Regions from separate parts of the Mus musculus genome. Here regions 1, 3, 4 and 5 are each linked to region 2. The links are chromatin contacts, called in public Hi-C, HiChIP or PLAC-seq and promoter capture Hi-C maps. All regions are on one chromosome and are shown on one strand. Each heading gives the region's core, a stretch centred on a gene start, on an enhancer-like site or on the middle of the called end of the contact. The rest is flanking DNA. Distances are from core to core; before and after follow the strand shown. Region 1 holds the start of Prkcd (protein kinase C, delta). Region 2 holds the start of 4831407H17Rik (RIKEN cDNA 4831407H17 gene). Region 3 overlaps Cacna1d (calcium channel, voltage-dependent, L type, alpha 1D subunit). Region 4 overlaps Cacna1d (calcium channel, voltage-dependent, L type, alpha 1D subunit). Region 5 overlaps Cacna1d (calcium channel, voltage-dependent, L type, alpha 1D subunit).

The links. Hi-C and Micro-C count contacts between places; a contact is called where the count stands out from the background. HiChIP or PLAC-seq counts read pairs in DNA pulled down with a chosen protein or histone mark. Capture Hi-C pulls out chosen DNA fragments and counts their contacts.
Region 1: a contact with region 2 is called in a promoter capture Hi-C map of liver. The contact joins the promoter of Prkcd here to the promoter of 4831407H17Rik in region 2. A contact is called at or near these places in 1 of 115 datasets of contacts at active chromatin or transcription factors (double positive thymocytes) and 1 of 9 other capture datasets (liver).
Region 3: an H3K27ac HiChIP or PLAC-seq map of double positive thymocytes shows a contact between it and region 2, with 2.9 times the contacts expected there. The contact joins the enhancer-like site here to the promoter of 4831407H17Rik in region 2. A contact is called at or near these places in 1 of 39 promoter capture datasets (cranial neural crest), 8 of 484 Hi-C or Micro-C datasets (CD8 T cells, cerebral cortex, cortical neurons and 5 more) and 3 of 115 datasets of contacts at active chromatin or transcription factors (bone marrow-derived macrophages, double positive thymocytes and oligodendrocyte precursor cells).
Region 4: a Hi-C map of bone marrow-derived macrophages shows a contact between it and region 2, with 2.2 times the contacts expected there. The contact joins the enhancer-like site here to the promoter of 4831407H17Rik in region 2. A contact is called at or near these places in 8 of 484 Hi-C or Micro-C datasets (the HPC-5 cell line, bone marrow-derived macrophages, cerebral cortex and 4 more) and 3 of 115 datasets of contacts at active chromatin or transcription factors (bone marrow-derived macrophages, embryonic stem cells and microglia).
Region 5: a Hi-C map of cerebral cortex shows a contact between it and region 2, with 2.9 times the contacts expected there. The contact joins the enhancer-like site here to the promoter of 4831407H17Rik in region 2. A contact is called at or near these places in 1 of 39 promoter capture datasets (embryonic stem cells), 1 of 15 datasets of contacts at CTCF or cohesin (large pre-B cells), 9 of 484 Hi-C or Micro-C datasets (the HPC-7 cell line, bone marrow-derived macrophages, cerebral cortex and 4 more) and 4 of 115 datasets of contacts at active chromatin or transcription factors (bone marrow-derived macrophages, embryonic stem cells, microglia and 1 more).

What each region holds. Positions count from the first base shown.
Region 1 is chr14:30,624,296-30,627,480 of GRCm38.p6, reverse strand. It overlaps Prkcd (protein kinase C, delta), which reads left to right and starts at 1,273. Exons shown (of 18, transcript NM_011103.3): 1 at 1,273-1,501.
Region 2 is chr14:30,456,628-30,459,858 of GRCm38.p6, reverse strand. 4831407H17Rik (RIKEN cDNA 4831407H17 gene) reads right to left here and starts at 1,823. Exons shown (of 4, transcript NR_131095.1): 1 at 1,743-1,823. It also overlaps a transcript of Cacna1d not described here.
Region 3 is chr14:30,256,645-30,259,586 of GRCm38.p6, reverse strand. All of the region lies in intron 3 of Cacna1d (calcium channel, voltage-dependent, L type, alpha 1D subunit), which reads left to right. Among named protein-coding and RNA genes, the nearest start is that of Gm52107, 34 kb to the right of the region's middle. Within about 2 kb of position 1,671, at least 18 of the 459 cell types and tissues checked have an H3K27ac peak or open chromatin away from gene starts, as enhancers often do. A contact at or near this core is called in double positive thymocytes and forebrain, where this site is marked.
Region 4 is chr14:30,323,873-30,327,246 of GRCm38.p6, reverse strand. The region is part of intron 3 of Cacna1d (calcium channel, voltage-dependent, L type, alpha 1D subunit); the gene reads left to right. Among named protein-coding and RNA genes, the nearest start is that of Cacna1d, 28 kb to the left of the region's middle. Within about 2 kb of position 2,051, at least 16 of the 459 cell types and tissues checked have an H3K27ac peak or open chromatin away from gene starts, as enhancers often do. A contact at or near this core is called in bone marrow-derived macrophages, where this site is marked.
Region 5 is chr14:30,216,924-30,219,841 of GRCm38.p6, reverse strand. All of the region lies in intron 3 of Cacna1d (calcium channel, voltage-dependent, L type, alpha 1D subunit), which reads left to right. Gm52107 (a long non-coding RNA gene) reads left to right here. Exons shown (of 2, transcript XR_003951104.1): 2 at 1-2,918. Among named protein-coding and RNA genes, the nearest start is that of Gm52107, 5.7 kb to the left of the region's middle. Within about 2 kb of position 1,576, at least 37 of the 459 cell types and tissues checked have an H3K27ac peak or open chromatin away from gene starts, as enhancers often do. A contact at or near this core is called in bone marrow-derived macrophages, cerebral cortex, microglia and 1 more, where this site is marked.

The sequences.
Region 1 (3,185 bases), core at 24-2,523, 170 kb before region 2:
CTTTTTATTTTTTTTATTTTTTTATTTATTATATGTAAGTACACTGTAGCTGTCCTCAGACACTCCAGAAGAGGGAGTCAGATCTCGTTAAGGATGGTTGTGAGCCACCATGTGGTTGCTGGGATTTGAACTCCTGACCTTCGGAAGAGCAGTCGGGTGCTCTTACCCACTGAGCCATCTCACCAGCCCCTGCAGCAGCACTTCTCTTGATCTCAGTCGGCAAAGAGCTGTCTAGACTTCTATTCCTTCTAGGTAGTTTTCCAGAAGGAACTTAGGTATCTTGGGCTATTAGAACCCTCTTGTATCCTCCCAGGAAGAGTTCTCGTTTGTTTGGTTTTGTTGAGACAAGGTCTCTCATGAACAGGCTGGCGTCCACACTCTATTCTCCTGCTTTCTCCCCCTGAGCACTGGAGTATTATTCTGAGCCTCCATCTGTGGTTTACTCTGTGGTGGGGGTCAAACACAGCGCTCTCTGCGTGCTAGAAAAAACGATCATCTGCCCAGCCCAGGAAGTCATTTCTTTGGGTAAGTATAATGTAACAGCTTAGTGTTCTGGGCTTTGGGGACAGAAAAATGGAGTCCCTGGCTCCCATTTGGTGCTCAGACTTTGGGCCCAGGGGACCCTTAATGAGTGAATGAGTTACAGCTGACAATCAAATCCCTCTTATGAGCTTGACTGAGCAAGGGGAGCTCTGAACCGTGGGCTCAGGAAAGACAGTGAGATGGGGGCAGAGGCAATTCCCACAATTGTCTGAGGAGCAGTGCTGAGACAAACTGGCTAGAACCTCTCGCCCTGGAGACCTCCCAGCTCCTTCTCTCGGGCAGGACTGGAACCGGCAGGCCTGGCGGCGTGGCTCTGCTCAAGCCAGCAGGAAGAGGAATGAGGCCAGGCAAGGCGGGCCAGCTGGCCAGTGGGGAGTCCCGGGTGTGGGCGCAAGTAGTTGGGGAAGCCCCGTCGGTGCCTCCTGGGCTCCATTGTGTGTGCAGTGCTCAACCCCACCCCCCAACTTGGCCTCGGAGTCCTCCTCTATAAATTAGTCCCCTGAGATGGGATGGCCTGCGTGCCACTGGCAGGCGAGGCGCCACAAGAGCCAGAGACGGCTAACAGATCTGGGGACCCAAGGACTTGCAACTCAAAGAGGCTGAGACGCGCTGGACCCCCAGCTCACGTGGGCGGAGCTTCGAAGGGGCGGGCGCCCGTGGGGCGGGTCCTGAGTGGGGGCGGGACCGGGGCCGGCACCTGGGTGAGGTCGCGCAGCCCCTCCCCTTTGCACTTCCGTGTGCCGCGGCGCCAGAGCAGGAGGCGGCGGCCGCGGGGATCCCGCGAGCGGCCCGTGGACATCTACCCTTCGAGCCGGGACCCGGGAGGTCCCCACTGGCCTCCGGACCCGTCCGGATCAGACTTGTGCCTACCTCCCCGTCCACGCGCATCCGGGAGAGCCGCGCCACGAGACGGACCCCGGCTCGCCGGGACCCCTGGCGCCTGGCCCTGCGTCGGGAGGTGAGTGAGAGCTGGGCCCGGGCGCGGGGTCCGAGTTAACTCGAGGGCGCAGCGGCCTTTCTCCCCCTTTTCCTCGCCCGTAGTCTCCATTCCCCGCTTTCTTCTCTGGCTCCTGGTTCTGAAACTGAGAAACTGAGCCAGGAGCAGCCAAAGTCCCGCCGAGCACGGAGACCCGCCGGTGCCTCCATACCCTGGTCGGTCTGACCCTCTCTTCGACGGCTGGAGCCCAGGCCCGACTACTCCCAGCATCTTTAACCCCCTACTCCACCCCTGTGTGTCTTTATCCCCGCCGAGGGACCGTCCGATCTTCTCAAATCTCTCAGGGGACTCTGCACATTCGTCGGTCCCCACCCCCTCTTGCCTGGTCCTCTGCTCCCAGGCCAGGTCTGTTTGCCCCTCGCCGTCCGTGTACTCCGTCTCCCCACCCCCACCAGATCCGCCGTCCCCTCGACCCAGTCCTCCCAGAGCCGCACCCCCAGCCCACGCTCGCCTGCCCCTGCCAGTCCAGTCTCCGGTCCTTTTCACCACCGGGCGGAGGGCGGGCCGCCTGTCTCCCTAGCCTCCAGTGCTTGGGTCCCAGGCGGGCGGACTCTCACGGCGCCGCCTCCTTGCCCTATCTCTTCTTTCAGTCTCGGTGTCTTTCTTGGCTTTCCATCTGTCTCTGAGCTGGGCGTGGCTCCAGCCTCCACCATTCCCCTGTCCTCTCTGATCCCCCGTGTCCCTTCTCCGGGTGGTCTCTGCCTGGTGCTGTCAGTCTCTGTCCCACTGGAGAGACGCCACCCCCTCTGGGGGCCCAGTAAGGTGATGAGGACAGCAGTGACGGGAGTGCTCTGCCCTGCCGGCTGGCAGTGGAGAGGGAGCACCATCACAACTGCTCCCACTTCCCCAACTCTCTTATACAGGGGAGGGGAGAGAAGGGAGCCTCACTCAGCACCCCACTCAAACCTGGAGGACTTAGACTGAGTGGGGGAGATCCCTTTTTCCTTTGGCCGCTACCCTGGGCCCTCGGAGGAGTCTGGCTTCTGTTGCTGTAGTATCTGTGTCTGGACTTGTGAGTATAGTGTGTATCTTGTCTCTTTGTGTATTATTTGTCATAGTGGGACTTCCCCTGTGAATGTGTCCTTTTTCACGTGTGACTTGCATATACTTCATGGCTGTCTGTGTGTTCTGAGGCTTGGTGTGTGCCCCGTGCAACTTGGTAATCATGCCTTGTATGTAGAGGCTTCCCCTGTATATTTTGTGCCTTGGCTTGCTCATGTCTCTGTGTCCCTGTGTGTTCCAAAGGTCTGTGCATTATATCACAACAACCCTCTGGCCAGAGTACATTCATTCCTTTAATTGTGGGAGCCCACGCTATCGGTGTGCCGACCCCCTAGGCTTGTGTGTAAGCGTGCCTCTAATCATATTCGGTTCTTCTTCCTCTGCTACTGATCCTCTATGACCAAGCTGATCAGGGACAGAGGAGGGGACTGGGTTTCCTCGTTCCTGCTATGGATTAGATTGGGGTGTGGTGAACAGGCCAGCAGAGGGCGGCTGCTCTGTGTGTGTGTGTGTGTGTGTGTGTGTGTGTGTGTTTTGTTTCTCAGTGACAGTATCTTTGTACGATACTGTAAAGGCTCAGGTATATGACAGGACTGTGTGGAAGGTGACACTGCCATATGGAACTCCAGTAGCAAAGGGTGAC
Region 2 (3,231 bases), core at 574-3,073:
CCGTGACCATTCAAATAAATGGGCTGGCGAGGACTGCCAAGATAGGAAACAGTAAGGGGCAAGGTAGAGAATTGGAGCATCCTGGCTTTGTGTATAAATTTTAATTCAACTATTTATAAGAGGTGTATTTTTTTTTTTTTGCTTCAAAGATAAAGAGCTGTGGTTATCTATAGAGAATAAAACTGCATGGTAGGGGAGGTTTCTACTTATTACACTATGTCTATTGAGAAGAGAAACGGTGTCTGGGCAATGGGGTTATGGACTTTGATTTCAGTATTATTTCCTCTTTAAAAAGCTAAACATAGTTTTTCAAGATCACAGAAAGGCCCTTGTGGTAGATTATTTTAGGTGAAGTGGAGATGTTATTGGTAAAGAGTAATCATGGCCCAGAGAAAGCAATCTTTTCAAGGCTGAGTCCCTAGGCACGGGAAGTACTGCAGGTTCATATGAGTCTTGGCATCCCTTGAATGTAGCAAACTAGGTGACAGGTTTTCTCTGCTAAGAAATCCCTTTCTCTGGCATAATATTGTTGGGAGATCATACTGTTGGCTGTGCTTGAGGGAGCTGTCTGATGCTCACACTAGAGCATTGGTCCAGAAAATTCCCCTTTCCCAAAGGTCTCCTTTTGTCCCATCTCTGGGCTGTCTTGTACTGTTTTCTTTGCTGAAGTTTTCTCTCTCCAATGGCTCTCCTCTATCTCTCTATCAACCTCAAGATAATTTCCTCCCCTTATTTACCAGTCTCAAAATAGTGAGTTTGATATGAGCTCCTTTTTTGCAAGCCTCCGGGAACACATTTCAGCATAGCAGGCGTGTGTTGTTACACCCCAGCTGTTATGTTAACATCTGTGCTCTGAGGTCACCATTCTCCTCCCCTCCTTCTCATCAAGCTAGTGACCACTAGCAGCTCTTGCCATTGCTATCCACATAGCTACATCCCATGGTCAAGCCAGAGGCTTCACTGTTTTGCATATTAAAAAAGAGGTCTAATTTATGTCCCATGAGACTCACTTTTCTAAAGCGTGCAACTTAGTATTTTTTCTTTTTCTTTTTTGAGACAGGTTTCTTTCTGTAGCCCAGGCTAGCCTTAACTTTATGGTCCTCCTGAGTGTTGGGCTCATAGGGACGAACCACCACATCCAGCTAGGTTTTTCATTCATTCATTCATAAATCTGTGGATACATCAGCAATTTCTAATCCCAGAATATTTTCCTAATCTCCAAAGGATATGCCAGATTCACTGCGTGTTACTCCAGTGCTCAGCCCTAGCTCCCGAAGCCATCGATCCACTGCCACCTGCTTGCATCTGCCCACCCCTGACATCTCTGTAATGACAGCACTATGCACACGACCTTGAGCTCCCATCTTTATCAGGGACAGCCCCCACTTCCTTCTTCTGCCTTTCTGAGCACCCTCTCTTTCCTATGCCTCCTGTCTTGGGGTACAGCTCTCAGTTTTTTCCATGCCTCCTCCTTCTCTTCTGATCCTCTTAATGTTGGGGAGCCTTTACCCCTCAGCTGAGGGATCTCTTTTCCCCAGCACTCCCCAGGCACCCCCAGGCTTGTAGATTTAAATGCTGTACATTGCCATTAACTCCTACACTTGAGCTTAGCCAGGAAATGACGTCATCAACTCCTAAATTTATACCCCTAGCAAGGACTTTCCCTCTACTTCCAGAACTTTTTGTTCATCTCCTCTCTGTTTCCCAACATGCACTGCACAGTCAGCATGCCCAGAACTGACCTTGGGGGTCACCCCCTGCCTCCAATGTCTTCCACCCACAGCTGCTTCTCTAGTTGCTCGGCTCAGAAACTTAGCAGCCATGCCTCACTTCCTCACACCCCCACTCCCTGCATTGCATCTATGTCACATTCTGCTGGCTCTTCTTCCAAAATGCACTCAGAACCTAGTTCCTCATTTTGTTCCTTGATGCTTTTTGTGCTTAGGGAAGCCTATCTGTTTTCATGTGTGTTGTGTGGATGTAGTGTATATAAAGGTGTGTGTGTGTGTGTGTGTGTGTGTGTGTGTGTGTGTGTGTATTTAGACAGGCTGGAGAAGGATTCAGGTGTCTTACTCTATGGCCAACCAGGTTATTTTTTGAGACAAAGTCTCTCACTGAACCTAAGGAAGGCTTGCTGTTTCAGCTACTCTGGCTGGCCAGTGAGTTCCCAGGATCAGCCTGTCGGTCTCTGCCCACCCTTCCTCCTCCCCGCCCCCGTGCTAGAGTTACAGGCATGGCTGTGCCAGCTTTTATGTGGGTGCTAGGGATTCAAATTCAGATTTTCTTGTCTCCATAGCCAGCGTGCTTATCCATCGAACCGTCTCCCTAGCCCATTGGGTAATGTATAAACAGCTGACGGGAGTTTCTGCCACCACCTCTATGGACATACTTAGCTTTAGAGATTGTTTTAAGACAAGTTAAGTCATGGCGTTCTTTGCTAAGAATCATTCAGTAGATCACCACATTGCTCAGAATAAAAGCCAAAGCGCACACATTGTCCATCCTGCGAGCAACGCTTTGCTCTCACGCCGTCAGACCCATCCCGCTAGTCTCTGCCTTGATGACCTGAGTCAGCCCCAGTGACCTCCTCACTCATCTCAGAGACACACCTCACAGTCTGCACTTACTGTCCTGCTTAGAGTGCTCTTCTCCACATGCCTCTTGTCCCTGTTGTTCAGTTCTTTGTTTATATGTGACTTAGTTAATCAAGTGCAACTCCACTCTCACTGATTAATTAGAGTCAGTGTCTTATGTATTCCAGACTGGTCTCTAAGTTGCTACATGCCCAAGAATGACCTTGAACCTCTGATCCTCCTGACTTCACCTCCCGTGTGCTAGAGTTACAGGTGTATATCACATACCTAGTTTATGAGATACAGGAAAACTGAACTCAGGGCTTTGGGCATGCTAGGTAACATGGTCAAATGAGCTATATCTGTACCTGACATGCACTGTTCATAATTGCAACTTGCTTTCAACTTTTCTTCCATATTCTCAATACAACTTTCTGTTCCTTTAACTGTTTTCACACACACACACACACACACACACACACACACATATAGATGCATACACAGGTACACACACATATGTGTACATAATGCATCTACATGTATACACATTTGCACACATGTTTGTTTTATTGAAATCCTTCCCCACTTGCCTGCAGACCTTATGAGTACAAGGGCTTCATTTTGTGCCCTGTTGTGTTCCTAGTCAATTGGTTCGTCT
Region 3 (2,942 bases), core at 422-2,921, 200 kb after region 2:
AAGACGATGCTCTTAGAACCTTGGATAAAGAAGGCAAATGTAGATAACCTTACCAGCTTACTTAACAACTCTTGAACCATGAAGGTCACTGGGGGAATTTTTGTTCAATTGGAAGCCTTCATCGTTGTTTAACTTATGTGGACAGTGTTATGTCTTGAAAACTTAATCTTGATGTTTGTTTAGTGAATAAAAAAGAACAAAATAAAGCAGAGCCAAGTTTTTCAATCAGGTCACTTGTTCTGGGAGCCCAAGACTGACATTTCTGTCAGTCTTGCTGTCTGTCTATCTGTCCTTACCTGACTCCTTCACTTTAGTTCAGGGAGAAACCTTGGCACATCCCGCTGGCCATCTGAGCCTGGAGCTGTTTGGCTGGCACCCCCAAGTGCATCTTTCTTCCTAAGGCCTAGCCCAGGCTGTACCTGGATACCCCAATGTATCACTATTCTGCTCTTCTGCGCAATTCCCATTCATTGGATAGCTCCTAGGTGGTTTAGTCAGTGCACTGAGAGGGAGAGAGAGTGCGTGCTATCCTCAGCAAGATTTTTTAGCCAGGAGGCAATGGACACCAGCAGCTGTAACGAATACAAGGTGATAGGTGTCATAAGAAACTTGGAGACGTGAGTGGCATGGGGGCAGGGCAGGGAGAGCGTGGTGGACGGATGGTCTTTTCTGCTGTGTTCTGTCCAGGGCAGCTTCCATCTTCTTGCTGTTATCTAAAGCTCCCACACCGGCCCCCTGTGCTTCCACCTTACCATCCTGTTGCTTTAGAAGTCCTTTGCACTGTTCCTTATACACCTGTCCCTTGCCATGGTATTCCTAGAAGCCCCAAGGCAGCAGTCAGAAGCAAACAGGCTTGCCAGCCCCTGCTCACATGGAACTAACCTTTCATTGCCTTCCCATGGTTGTGTTGGGGTTTTATTTGCCAGCTAAGCCAGGAGCTCCTTGAAGAAAGATCTCTCAATATTCTTGGCCAATAACTTCTGTCCTGGGTGGATTCCCTTAATGAGAGGCTTAAAAGAATGCGTATCTGCAAAGCACACCTGCCTCCTGCCTGCCACTCACCTCAATGACTCTATTAGAGTCTATTGGTTCTGGTTTGGATGAGCAGGGCTGTGAGAGAGCAGGAGCCAGTGCAGACTGATGGGAGACAAATGGGAACTTGGGATGTCTCAATAGACAAAGACAAGGCCTTCCTGAAGAACAGAAAGCTTGAGTCACACCCCTTCTCCACACTTTTTAAAAGAAAAGGATGTGTCAATTTGTGCCTGCCTAATTCCTTTTTAAATGTGGGTCGGAGCTGCCTTCTTTGCAGGCCTTTGTCAAATCACACCTAGACTGCTGGTGAAAGGCTTGCTTCATAAATCAAGTTTAATTAATAGAAACAGGAAAGGTGAACCACAGGGCTGACAACTCTGGTGAGACACGACTTCATGCCTGCCCAGAGGGGCCTCCCACTTGGGGATCTGGCTAGCCCTGGATAGCTTGGATTTGCTTCTGAGCAGATATGGCTGGCCCACGTACAGTCCTCATGCCAGAAGAATTGTTATTGTCTTAATTTTTTTTTTTTTGACAGGAAGAAACATCAAAACAGACTGAGTTGGGGCCAGGCAGGCTTGGAACTTGAAGCCAAGCTGACCTATTTTCAGCGTGGCTTTATCAAAGCCTGCTTTGTAATTCTACTTCCCGACATAACTGGTGTCTTGTGAACTGAGCACCTGGCTTGAGAAAGGGGCAGGGGAGAGCATGAAGGTCTTGTCCTTGTATAGGGAGCTGTTTGCTGCTGGGCTGGGGCTGAGCCTTCCCAGAGGGCACCTGCTACAGTGGGAAGATCTCATGGGGTGGGAGCAGTGGCAGCCCTTTAGTTGCGGGGCTAGTCCTTGCCTTAAGTGCTTTTATAACAAGCCCATTCCATTTGCCCTTGTCGGCTTCCCTATGAGGGAGACATGCTCTCTGTTTTACCCTTGATCCCTAGTGGAGGAAACTAGAGCTCTTATGAGCAGGCGCTGAGAAGCCTGCGGTGCTCTGCCCTGGTAACAGGGCAGGTGCAGGCCAGAGCAGAGCAACCACCTTGGGTCTGCACCTCTGGAAATCTGTTTCTTTTCACATCTCTTATTTTCTTCCTTGTTTGGTTTAAGTAGTTCGAGCTATGGGTCAGGAACAAAATAGGTTCCAAATTGTGTACAGGGTCTATGTGTAATGGGGCCAGAAAGTATTCCTCCTCTTGAGAACACTGGAACTCTCCTGAGGACTCTAGTGACAGGCTGGACACTTTGTTGATTCGGGCACGAGATCCTTGTAGGCTGGCAATCAATCTCGCCACAAAGTGTGGTGGCCAAGGGAATTACTTCATGCAAAGAAAAGGATTTCCCATTGGAATTTCCCTGTGTTCTCATTCTCTCTTGTTCATTCTCTCTCTCTCTCTCTCTCTCTCTCTCTCTCTCTCTCTCTCTCTCTCATGTGCTTTCTTAAAGAACAAACAGCTCGTAGTCCTGGGCCAGCCATTCTTTGTCTAGTCTCTGGTTTTACTTATTTTTCTCTGAGGTAATAGTTCCTTACCTGATTTTTCTAACACTCTATATTGTTTCCAGTGATAAGACAGAATATCATTTAAAAATGACAAAGTTAATGCTCCCTCATTAAAATCATTGTGGACCACAAACAGTATTTAGAAGGGCTGGAGACTATCCAGGAAGTCATACCACTAATGATAACTCTTTATGTTTGTTCTGTGTCAGTCTCTCCCTGTGTAGTCCCGTCTGGCCAGGAACTCACTGCATAGAACAGCCTGGCTTTGAACTCACAGAGATTCACCTGACTCGGTCTTCAAGTTCTGACTAAGAGCTGTCCACCACCATCAAGCCCCTTGTAGAGAGGGCCAGTTTGAGGAAGGGTGATAAGACTGTGGACTCTGTGGGACACACTGAGTTTGGGACACCTGCAAA
Region 4 (3,374 bases), core at 802-3,301, 130 kb after region 2:
GCCTCTGTGGCCTCCGTCTTCACTCAGGGACAGGCACACAGTGTTCTGCATGTGAACGTCTGTGGAAATTCTCTCTCCTGGGAGAAGCCCCATTTTGATGGGTTTCTGAGGTATGAAGTCCCTCCTCTCTAAGTTTAAAAAATATCAGTTCCAGTTGGGAAGTTGTAATCATTGAAATAGAGTCGCCCGTTTTGCCTTTGAACTTGACAGGAGCTGTTGAAGCCTGACATTTGTGCTGAGAGTGTAAGGCTAACTTTTTTTTTTTTTTTTTTCTGGATTGGGCTGTAGGTGGGCAGAGCCCAGCAGGACACCCCCCTGTCAGGGTTCCCAGGGCAAGGAGGTGCAAGCACACAATTGGGAGAGAAACTCTATGCTAAGAACGCAGAATATCTCCTTTAGTAGTGAACCCCATCTGCAGTCTCCTATGAAGTGGGGACACATTTTTTTCAAGGACAAACTTGGTGACAGCTGACCCAGCACACAAAGCACAAAATCAGCTCCTGTGAAGGTTTAGCCCTTGAAGTGTAGTTTACAGATGATGTGTGTGAAAAGCCTTACAAACAGGTTGAAGATGTCCTAGGTGCAGCTGGTGTGCTTCTAGACTTGCGATTAAGGACAGGACTCTGGGGACAAGATCGTGAGCAGAGACGAGACCTGGGTCAGCACACCTCTGTACCTCACCTCCAATGCCTCATTGGGGGGTTCATCTGAGTCAGTTCCTTGCTCAGCACTGACCAGGGCCCGAGTTCCTCTGTGTTGATTGAGCAGAGGAAGTTTTTAGGCTGAATTACTTGGCTGGCTGCCTCTGTTTTCCTTTCACATAGCCTGTGGATATCTGGCCTTTTCAGCCAAGGAAAATGGAAATAGTTTTAAACACTCACTTGAGCCATGACTTTCAGCTGTGTATTAATTTGCTGTTCATTCTTTGATTTTCATATCCTCTGAGAAGCAATGAAATAGCAAGGAGAAGCCTCCTGGGACCGGTGGACACACCAAGTAGCCTGGAGCTGTGGCAGAGGCTAGGGAGAGCGGGCTCATGCCCGTTGGCTAGCTTTGCCCACAGAGCCCCCCCTGCTCTCCTGTGCGCTCTCTCCCTTCCTTCTTCCCTCCATCCTCTCTCCCTATGCCTCTTTCTTTCCCTGCATCCTTTGCATGTTTGAGCTTTTACTTAAGATTTATTTCGGGCAACCATTTCTGACAACTTCTTTGTAGGCAGTAGAGGAAGTATCTGTCCTATCCCTGTTTGGGTCAGTAAGGACTCTAGCTGAGCGTTTGAGGCTAAGTTCTCATACCTGCCTTCTGGGAGCAAGCCTCAGGGTGGATTATGTACTAAGACCTTGCCTCCTGCTCACAGCTTAGCTCTTTGAGATGTAGAAGTAAGGTTCTTACCACCTTGAACGAGCACAGTCCCTATAAGTCTCAATAAATAAGTGCTTTCCTGTTGTGACTAATTCTGTGACAAATAGTCTTATCTCCATTTTAAAATGAGGCAGAGGGCTAGACCAAGGCAGGAACTTATTCCAGTTTGCTTCACAAACTGTCTCCTAAGGAACAGGGACTATGGGATGCAGAGGAACTAGGAGGCCATTGAGTATCTGGTAGGGATGTTGAGAGTCCATCGTGAGGGAGCTAGAACTAATGGTGAAACGGTCAATATATCGTTTGGCCTTGTTTTGTTATTTCCTGCTTTAGGTATATGATTTTCTTGGCAAAGCCTGAAGGTGACCTATCTAATTCCCGTATATCCGAAGCTCTCAGACTGTGTCAAGCTAGTTCAGTAGATCCTAGTGAGGAGTCAGAGGTTAGCCGCTGGCCTCAGGACCTTATGGTTCAATGGGGTCGGGGCGGAGAGCAGAGACAACCCTTTAAGTCGATGTGAGGATTCCGCTGATTACAAGAAGTAGGCACAAGCAACACAGGATTAAGTAAGAGAAGAATTTATTGCTTCACAAAACCGACCAGTCCAGAGATAAATCCTGGAGTAAGCTCAGGGCTCAAATGATGTCATCGGGATCTGGTTTCTTTCTTCCCCATTCTGGCTCCACTTCCTGTGTGTCTACTCCATTCTCAGACTTCTCCTCCCTCAGAATTGCAGGAGGTGGCCAACAGTGTCTAAGCTTATACCCTGTCACTTCCTTCCTTTCCAGAGATTTCACCTCCCTTCAGTCCAAGAAAGTGTGTGAGCTTTGGTCCAACCTATCAGACAGTTTTGTTCCCTCCAATTGGTTCAGATCGGGTCACATGTACCTTCTGAACCTGCCATGAACAGAAGGCTGCAAGGAGCATTGACGTCCCCAGGTCTGTGCTTCACCTGGAGATCCAGGAATGAGCAGTTGGTCCCTCACTAGGTTAGAAATGGAGAGATTCAAGCTCTGATTGCTAGGCAACAGTAACTTAGTCAGGCTTGACCTCTGACCTGAGCCACTGTTGAGGCTGTAATTCTACTTGACAGTCCCTTGACCAGAGTTTCTTCTGATGTGAGTATATGCTGCAGTTGTGGCTACACTTGGATTTGGATCCAGAGTTCTCTCTCTCTCAGGAACATTCTTCTCGTGGTGAGTGTTAGGGATTTAGTATTAGAAATCTCCATGATGATAGCTGTTTGAATTCTGAGACACGTAAAGGTTCGTGAGGACGGCTGGCAGTGTGACTCATATAAACATGAAGGAATCTTTCATCTATCTGCACTTCTGCATAGTAGAGACTTTGGGGATGTGCAAGGGTGATCCCGTGAATGTTTTGTCCTCAGCACTGAGTATTGGGCACACTGGTCTTAGAAACCATAACCACCTCATGGGGCCATTGTGAGGGAGCGATGTGGGTGAGGCAAACACCTGGAATGTAGGAAGCAGCAGCGCGAGAGGTGAGTGCTGTGTGTCCTAACCTGTCAAATAAGCAGGGTGTCCCACCGGGGGGTCTCTTGGAAGCTTGTGTTAGGGTTAGCAGCCCATGCACTTCCTCGGCCGACCCCCACTAAGGGCCTGAGCTTCTAGATGGGGAGATGTTAGAAAGCATCCCCGAGTCTCAGCCCTCACGGAGTGCAGGCAACCAAATCCCCGGACTTCACGGTCAGTTCCTCCCTCGGGTGATCCGTACTACAAGCCTGTGGTGAAGTGAAGCAGGAATCTGAGGTGCTGCTCTATAGACCGGGACCCTCAGCACTCAGAAAGATGGAGTGAGCTACCAAGTGACCAGAAAGTTATGGGGCAAGGCCCGCTCTCAGGGTCTCCTTGGGTGTCCCACCTCCACTGGCACATTCTGCCCATCCAGCTTGGGTTTTTTCATCTTGTGACTTAGTTTGTTGAGTTCCTAGCTTTTATGGATTTATTTAGAGAGCCATATGGTGCAGCTCACTCAGCTCATCCTGCTAAGCT
Region 5 (2,918 bases), core at 327-2,826, 240 kb after region 2:
GTGTGTATGTGTGTGTGGTAAAAGATGCCCTTTGAGGTACATAGAAAACAGAAGCTGGAAGCACTCCTAAATGTGCTGCTAGACAAGGGTGTGAGAAGCTGAAAGATCGTTAGAGAGGGAGAGGGTGGATGCTCTGAGGACTATCTTTCACTGCTCCCATCCTGGAATAAAGAGGGTGTCCTGTCTGTGAGTCCTTGACCTACACCCCCAGCCACAGCCTTGAAACCTTTCTGGTTGTTTTTAAAAGTCAAACATGGTTAAAGTGACTCTCGTGGTACAGGGATGACAGAGACAGGTGGCTACAATTTCAGTTTGTCTTTAGCTGCTGTCTTGGCTTTTGATAATGGACAATGTTCTTCCTTCTAAACCTCTATTTCCCCCTCTACACTTTACTAGTTGAATGTGGAGGTCTCAGAAAATGCTGGGGTCAGGAGAATAATGACCCATGTGAAACAAGAAGGAAATCTGGTTCAAAGCAGTTCAGCAGCTGGTGTTGGTTCAAACTTCCAGAGTCTGACCCTAGGGAGTTTATTTTAGGTGTATTTAAGTACAGTTCAAGTAGGGAGGGAAAAGTTTCTTGGTGTAACCCAATCCCGTATGCACAAGGCATAATTGCAGCAAAAACTCTTTTAAAAGTACATGTCACTTCCTTCATGAAGATGTATCATCTTAAGGGCCTAACAGGGAGGATCAGGAATTGTCTCAGTCATGGAGATACTACAGAGGTCATCAGGCATAAAGTTCATGTGATATCACCCATAAAGACAGGTTCTATTGACAGAGAAAAAAAATGCTCAAGTAAAGGTCTTGGGAGGAAGAGTCTGGAATAAATGTAATAGTCTGGGGGCTAGGGGGATTCGGGAACAGACAGACCCTATAGATAATACAGATCACCGGGCTATTAACTACATCCAATCCCATGCTCTATATGTCTTTTTCCATTGAAGAGGCAACCTTGGGCATTTAACACCCTCAGTTTCCCTAATGTTTATCTGTGAGCATGAGGACCTTGTGCCCTCGGCAATTCAAGAACCCCGAATTATAACATAAAATAATTTACTTTCCAGTGTCTACTCTCACCTACACCATTTGAGATCCCCTTATCCCCTTTGTATCCTGACACCTGAGCCAGACTAGCTCTTCCTGCCTGGTTTTCATTCTGAGGAGGATGGCATTGTCCTAATTCCTGCAGCATGGCGTGATCTCCCTGTGAGCAGTGTGACCTGACCCCTGTCCCATGTGCCACAGCTTGAGCATGCCTCCGTTTTTGAGAAAGCGAAGGAGGAAGACCAGTTATAGGCCTTTTTATTTGATGAGACACCACTGCAGTATCTTTTCCTGGTTGGATTTGTAGCTTCTCTAGCCAAAACTGGCCAGGTGGCTACACACTCCATTTGACAGGTGTCCACAGGCAGATCCCCAGCGGGATCTTTAGAGGCCACCCTACTAAGCAGGTCCTGACAGAGACATGTGGCTCTAGTCAGCCATTCTGGTTCCTCCTTCCCAGTCTGTGGTTGGGCATGTGACCTTGCATGGCAGCCAGCGCCCTTGGGTGAGATCCCAGAAAGAGTTCCAATCTAGTTACCCTGTGTGGCTCACTTGGCTGGGAGGAAGCACAGAGGAAGTTTGTGAGCCCCTGCCAGACCACAGGGTGGCATGGAGACTGGCCTTCTAAGGCCAGCGGAGAATCATTTCAGGAATCAGCCAATGCCAAGAGTGCTTTTGGGGGCGAGGTGCTAGCTGCTTCTTGGGAACAGGGCTGCCCTTGATTCTCTTAAGTCCTTGGTATTGAGATCTAGGAAGGGAGTCCTCCTTTTGGCTTCTCGGCTCCTCCCCTGGGCTGAAGACATTATGATTATGCCTCAGTAAATTGAAATAGGAAGGTGAACTCTAGAAGGCTCAGAGACATCAAACCCATTTATTGCTTTCTTGCAAAGTGTGCTGCTTAGTGGTTCTTCCTCTCAGCAGAGAGGCCCATTTCCCTGGTACCACAGCAATGGAAGCCCTCATCCCCTTTTAGGCAGAGCAGAGGATGTGAGCCCAGGTGTCAGGGTGGGTTCAGCCTTCATCCTTTGGGGCCATGTGTTGTGCTTTTTGTGCCTTTTCTGGGATCATGTTCTTTGTTGAAGTTCGAGGGAAGCATCCACTGTCACCACTCCATCCCCCAGATCCCGCTCGCTCTCCACACGCGATTCTGGGCCAGCTCGAGGGAATGTTTGGGAATGTGCCCTCACCCATTTCTTACAGTGAGTGTCATGGCCCTTAAAGTATTTTGCAGAAACTATTATTTTAATTCATTTTTATGGTGGCCATGGGATTTTTAAAATTTATTATTATTTTAATAGTCTCATAGGAACTTTGGTTAAATGTAGAATAAAATCTGAAAGCTTCTATGGGAATAATGAAGAATCGGCCCTTCAAGGTCTTAAAAAATATCCCCTAGTTGCAGTTCCTTTTATGCCCACAATTCTGAATTGTAGTGTCTCTCTCCAAAGCAGCCTCTGCACTGTGACAGTGGCAGAGAGAGCTTCTGCCAGCCCTGCCAGCACTATAGCTCCAGCATCTGGAACATCCCCAGGAAGCAGACAGGGAAAGGCTGCAAGGACTGTGATAAAGCTTCTGTTTGCAGTGACATCACTAGTATCTTATACATAGCCTGGGGATTAAGCAAAAGACAGAACACCATCCGCCTTGCAGAAGGAAGGAACCAGACTAGGTAATCAGCACTCACTCTTTTTATGGCAGAAAAGTGAAACCAAACTTGTTCTCTCTCCTGAGCACCACTGGTCCAGACCAGGGCAGTAGACCTTTTTTTTTTTTTTTTTTTTTTTTTAAATAAGAAGCAGAGATAACTTTGCTTTGTGGACCTTGCAGTTTCTGTCCTCACTATTTGGCTCTGCTGCCGTGAATATAACATC